Regions from separate parts of the Mus musculus genome. Here region 1 is linked to region 2. The links are chromatin contacts, called in public HiChIP or PLAC-seq maps. All regions are on one chromosome and are shown on one strand. The core of a region is the stretch at or near the end of the contact, and the rest is flanking DNA. Distances in the headings are between cores, read along the strand shown. Region 1 overlaps Cd47 (CD47 antigen (Rh-related antigen, integrin-associated signal transducer)). Region 2 has its middle 92 kb from the start of Gm4802.

Region 1 (3,005 bases), core at 454-2,953, 370 kb after region 2:
GTGTATTAAACTTGCTTGTCTCACTCTGAACGCTATAAACTTCTGAGAGATGGAGTCAGAATCCCAGTTGCTCACTACTAGAGCCAAAGGCATGGTTCCTGGTAAACACTGGAGCCAAAGATCCAGTCCTGTAGCAGACTCTAGGAATGTTGGAGTCAAAACCTCAGCTGTGCTGTGAACTTTGAGGCTATTGGCATCAAAGTCCAGGTCCTAGCAACTTTTATAGTTAACTCAGAGGAGGTTGCATTTTCATACATTTATACCATTAGACTTTGTTCTTATCTGTTTCCCTTACTGCCCTCCCCTGACCTTAACCCCTACAACTCATCTTTACATCAGCTTTGATGTCCCATGTAGCCCATCATCCTGTTTCTGTCTCTGTTTGCTTTAGACCTACAGAACCTTCTCAAGGTCTTCTATTTGCATGTTTTACATACAAACACTTAATCATTTACATATGTGTAAATGTATGTAAAACAAGAGGGACAGGTGAGGATGGCTTGTTTTACTTACCACAATGACCCCCAGTTCTAATTTCCCGAAGCTGTCATAATTTTATTCTTATAGCTGAATAAAACTCCATTGTGTGTATATACCATATTTTTTTCTCTGTTGATGGCCATGCGGGCTATTTTCTTGCCTTGGTTATTGTGAGTAGTGCAGCAATATAAGAATCCCTCAGGTTTACTGAGGACTCATAGATAGAGCGTGTCGTAGTTCTACTTTTAGTTTTTGGAGGGACATCTTTACTGATTTCCATTGTGTGTGTAAAGGCTCCACTTTCCATACATCCTTAGCAGTATTTATTGTCTGTTTTCCTAATGCTAGGCATTCTGGCTAGAATGAGATGGAATCTCAAAGCTAAGGATGTTTAACATTTCTTCACGTGTTCTTTCATTTCTTTGTCTTTCTCCCTCTGAAAACCGTTCGGGTCTCAAGCTCACTTGTTAAGTGGTTGCCTTGGGATGATTTGCTAACTGGATGATTTCTTTCTGAGAACTCTGTTCAGTTGTTGACCAGATGAATTGGTGTTTAATTTTTGGAGTTCTTTGTAGGATTTCGGCGATAATCCCCTGTCAGCACATTGTTACGAAAGGTATTCCCCCATCCTGTAGGTTGACTCTTTGTTCTTGGAGCCATTTTGAGTGGGAAAAGGAGTCAGTAAAAGAAACCTTGGCATACAACATCATTTTGGGAAGAATATGTGTTTGTTACCAGGATGATGTTTGTTTTGTGGACTTGGAGATTTAGGTATTACAAATCATTTTTACTGTGTTGTGCTTTTTGTGCAAATGTAAGCGTAAACAAGAAAGAGAAATTATCCAGGATGTAATTGAATTCCACTCAGTAGAACACAGGTAATGGTGAGCATTTGTTGCTTTGGAGCACAGGAGCTGACAGTGTGCAAACACTGAGTGACATTCATATGTTTCTAGGCCAGTGCTTCAGGACTTGAGTTCAGAGAAAGCTTTTTGTTTCCCCCCTTTTTGTTTTATACTTCATCATTTTCTAACCTGGGAAAACTTAAGAGGCTCAACTTACCCTGTGTTCAGGATCTTTAAAATGGTTATTAGTGTTTATTGAATAGTGGTTTTCATTCATGTGTATAATTTATTTTGATTGTATTCACCCCCATTACCCTCTCTGTCCTGTTCCCACTGATCTCCAATCTTCCTTCCAAATAGTTCCCCATCTTCTTTCACATCCTCTTTGAGTATGAGTATGTGATCCAAAGACTTTTGTAAGGGTTGCTTTTAGAAACATTGGGTGTGTGTGTCTGTGTGTTTGTATGTGTGTTGTGTGTGTTTTGCGGGGAGGATGCTTACATACAAGAGCAGGAACGACTTAGCAGTGTCTATACTGTGAGGAGTGGTGGACACCTGAGTGGCAAAGTCTTGAATGAGTATGGGCTGTTGACACGCCCATGGCCATATCAGGGTCCATAGGAAAATGACAAAGGGTGATGTCACCCCTTGGGGGGTGAGGCTCAGAGTAAGGGCAAAGCCTTTTTTGCCTGGTCCACGAGGATACTGGTAGTCTGTGCAGAAAATGCCCACCATAGCTTTATCCCCTCTCTCTGATATTTTATAGCCTAAAAGCTGCTCCCCTAATGGAGACTGTTGCTATCCAAGTTAGCTAAATGTCCGTGTTTAGTTGTAAGTCATATCCTTGTCTGCTTATTCAACTGTATAAAGTAAGCGTGCTGGGCTTCGAGAGTGCTGCAGTCTTCCCATCAGAGGGCCCAGCATATCTTACTATCTGGCTGGCTGTGCATGTTTGTCTTTTCTTGGTTCTCTTGTTATCTCAGTTAGGTCAAGTCCTTGAGGCTGTGCAAAGATGTAACAGAATACCACAAAACAAACAAACAAAAACGAACAAAGCTCTAAAATCATGTCTCCTTCAACTCTTAATACTGTCAAGCGGCTGTAGATTCTCAGAGAAGGGTGAGACCTTGTGAGTCCCTCTCCCCTCCATCACAGGACATCGACAGCTCCAATCTTGGGCAGATCTTGTGTATGTAATCATAGTTGTTGTGCGTTCAGTAGAACAATGGCTTTGTCCTGCTTGGAAGACAGTATTCCACAATACTAAGCCCTGTCCTCGGGCTCTTACATTATTTTTCTTCCCCCTTCTGAGCTTTGCAGATGGTGGTACAGTGTCCCATTTATGGCCGTGCATTCAGTAGTCACATACTCTCAGTCTTTAGTCCTCAATTTTTCTTAGCAGCAAAATGAAGATGCCATCTCCATCACTGCATTCTGGGCTAGAAATAAGGTATCTCTTTGACAAATATTCGTTAGGTGCTGATTGTGGGTCGGCCGGGTGCTGAGGCCGGCCGTATGGACTCAATGATAAGATGCTACTTCAAGGTTCTAGTTAGTGAGTACAGAAGAGATGGCAAGGGGGGAATGGCCTCCCATTTGTGTGAGTGCATCCCAGATGTGTTATTTATGTCGTGTGCTATGCTTTGCTCAAAACGCTGGGACACCGATGTGGGTGTTACC
Region 2 (2,987 bases), core at 334-2,833:
TGAATTCAAATCCCTTTCTTAGGTGTCAAAAAACTGAAGATGCTGAAGCATGGAAGAAACACCTGTCAGATGAGAAAGAAAGAAGTGTTTGCAAGTCCCTGCCTGCTACAGGGAAAGGGCAAAGGCAAAACTATGGCTGCTTGATGCATCCCTACTGAAAGGACTGAGTGTTAATGGTGTTAGTGTAACTAAGTGACATAGGCTCCCATTTGCTGGATCTCTTCTTTATTCTGTCATGGCAAGTTGGTGACTTCACACATTATGTTGCTTAGCTTCTAGGGGGAAGGTGGGAGATAAAACAAATCAAAACAAAAACAAAACAAAAAGCCCACCAACTACAGAAGGTGGGGAGGGAGGGGAGGGAGTCAACATTGCCAAAGTGTTTCTCAGCATACAGATCAAAGGTACAATTACAAACTCGGGTGATTAACAACAATTATATTATCTATCTGATTAGTTCCCCTAGGTCAAAGCTATGTGTTAAAAAGGAAATCGTTTGAGCCTGAAGTTTAACTTGGTTTCAATATATTGGCTAGGCAACTAAAGGACAGTCAAAACCAAAACAAAGGAAGCCCATTAATGTGTAGACTGGCTTCTTTCTCAAAGGTTGTTTTCAGCCTCAGTTCCCATGAGGTCAATATTTAATAAGGGTGTCAAGCTAAATTTGGCTGCTTGTGTGTTTGAGTTAGCCTAGCTCTTGCTTTCTGGCATTTCATAGAATTGACTGTGGTGAGAAAATCTGGTCTACTTGAAAGACTGCGAATCAAGCTCTCAAAGAAGGTTCTGATGCACTGCAAAAATACTGTGCCTTGAAGTCTGTCCTACTTCCTTCCACAAAGAACAAAAACTGAAAGTACTTTTGCAAGGGAGAAAAAAAAAAAAAGCTTGATTTCAGGTAACGTCAAACCTCAGCTATAAATAAACTCTGTGAGGAAACTGAATCCGCAGAGAGTCTGTGTCGCATCAGGTACATCCGAATGTCGGAGAACAGCTTCCCAATTATAATCATCAGTGCAAAGGAAGTCAGAGATCCAAACAGCTAAGGTTAAGAGGAGAAAGCTGAAGGGATCATGAGCTGTGATGGGCGGGAAAAGGAAGGGGCGGCTGAGGCTCTGGCATGAGCTCAGTATACGCGCGTTAGCTGATGACTCACAGTGGCTATAATCAGTACATCCAGAAAGGACAGATGAGCATCTCACAAAACAGTGCGCACCACCCCAGACCCTCGCTGCTCTGTACGAGTGCAGATTGCAGCAAATGCCCTTCCCTAATCGTGTGATTCAGTCTGAGTCTAGTGCAAGGAGGAAAGGGCGTAGAATTCCAAGGGAAAATATATGTAGTCACGAAAGTCCAAGCAATCAAGAATAATAAGACAAATTTTAGACCTCAAAGGAAATTATCACCAGAAAGCAGGATGAGGTTCAAGGTCATGCTTCTGTAATCTCCATAGAAACTCAGGCAGTCTGATAATACAGAACCCAGAAAATTGAAGGGACAGAGAAAGCAACAGAGGGCGGAGACTCGACCAGACCTTAATAATGTAGCAAATTGTGATTGAACTCACTAATTCCCGAGTGACCCAGCATGGACCCATTGGTAGGGAAATGACGGAACAGATGTTACACAGCCTCCTCTAGACTTGATAAGACCTCCACACTCAGGAACTCAAAGGTGCCCTAGTTGCCTGCAGGCAATCAAGCCAATCAAAATTCCAGCAGAGATGGGCGTGGAACTCACAGGCCCCACCTCCAAGCTATTCTTATTGATGGCTGCTGGGAGGATAGTTCCTTTTCTTCCAGGGATGTGCTCCTTGGTAGGTTGCCCATGCTGTAGTGGTTGGCATGACATCACGCGCATATAGGGCAGCAGTAATTGGGCTCAGTGTGTTTAAAAATAAAAAAGGACACGAAAAGGAACAGGAAGGAGGACGTGATGGGGCCCTGTGAGTTTGGAGAAGTGGGGAAGAGGATGATAAATCAACATACACTGCATATATGTATTTATTTATATACTTATTTTCTAAAATAAATAAAAACATGATATTAAAAAATCTGAGTAGGTAGCATGTGTGTACAATACTTATTTACAAATGGTTGAGCACTTGCTGTTGGCAGGGTGCTGTGCGCATCATTCTGGTCAGGACCTCTACACGTCGGTGGACGACTCAGCTGTTTAGGGTTTTATTTATACAGATGTTTTCATCGGCATGGCTAAAGGGAAGGAAGAGATTGTTCAGACGTTGATGGATGGACTAAGGGGCGGGACCCTTGTGCCTGCACTTGACCTCCATCTCACCAACAGGAAAAGGGAGTAGCTCAGGACCAAGCAATGTTCATGGTCACCATGCACGAAGGGCACCAGTGCAGAAAGTGGGCTGAGACGGATGGATGGGACGTGTTGGTCACTTTTGTCTTCCCTGTCACCAAAGAGCAGTGAGATAAAGCTTAAGGGAGGAAATGTTTATTTTGATTTCTGGTCTGGGAGGTTCTAGTGTTGTGTGACATCCAGGACATTGATGCATCAGAAACATTCACATCCTGTCATAGTGGAAGGAACGTAGAAAGAGGCCAATGCAAAATAGACCTTCCAAGGACACGCTTCTAGTGACCTGCTTCCTCTATTTACCCGGCCCTTTACCATCTCTCAATAGTCATTTTGCAAATCTATCAAGTAATTAATTCAGTAGTTCAGAAGCTTCGCCATCTGTTCATGTCTGAAACGCCATCATAGTCACACTTAGAGCTGTGCTTCATGGATCCCCTGGACATCTCTCAATCTAATCAACATTTACAATGGAGAAAAGCCACCACAGGGGCATACCGAATCCTTAGGAAGCACCAGCTCTTGTTTTCCCTATATTGTTTTATCATTTCCATGAAATGATTAGGAGTACAAAAAGAGAACACGGCGGATCAAGTTCATGGTACATCTTATCTGGTCTACACTCTGCTCTTCTGAGATACACCCAAGGAAGATGAGCTTAGAAA

Evidence for each region. HiChIP or PLAC-seq counts read pairs in DNA pulled down with a chosen protein or histone mark.
Region 1: a contact with region 2 is called in a BATF HiChIP or PLAC-seq map of CD8 T cells, with 5 read pairs. The contact joins two enhancer-like sites. A contact is called at or near these places in 4 of 484 Hi-C or Micro-C datasets (the G1E-ER4 cell line, erythroblasts, large pre-B cells and 1 more), 5 of 115 datasets of contacts at active chromatin or transcription factors (CD8 T cells, effector CD8 T cells, hepatocytes and 2 more) and 1 of 9 other capture datasets (pancreatic islet).

The regions. Positions count from the first base shown.
Region 1 is chr16:49,874,603-49,877,607 of GRCm38.p6, forward strand. All of the region lies in intron 2 of Cd47 (CD47 antigen (Rh-related antigen, integrin-associated signal transducer)), which reads left to right. Among named protein-coding and RNA genes, the nearest start is that of Cd47, 20 kb to the left of the region's middle. Within about 2 kb of position 1,704, at least 14 of the 459 cell types and tissues checked have an H3K27ac peak or open chromatin away from gene starts, as enhancers often do. A contact at or near this core is called in CD8 T cells and pancreatic islet, where this site is marked.
Region 2 is chr16:49,503,143-49,506,129 of GRCm38.p6, forward strand. No RefSeq gene overlaps it. Among named protein-coding and RNA genes, the nearest start is that of Gm4802, 92 kb to the left of the region's middle. Within about 2 kb of position 1,584, at least 87 of the 459 cell types and tissues checked have an H3K27ac peak or open chromatin away from gene starts, as enhancers often do. A contact at or near this core is called in CD8 T cells and pancreatic islet, where this site is marked.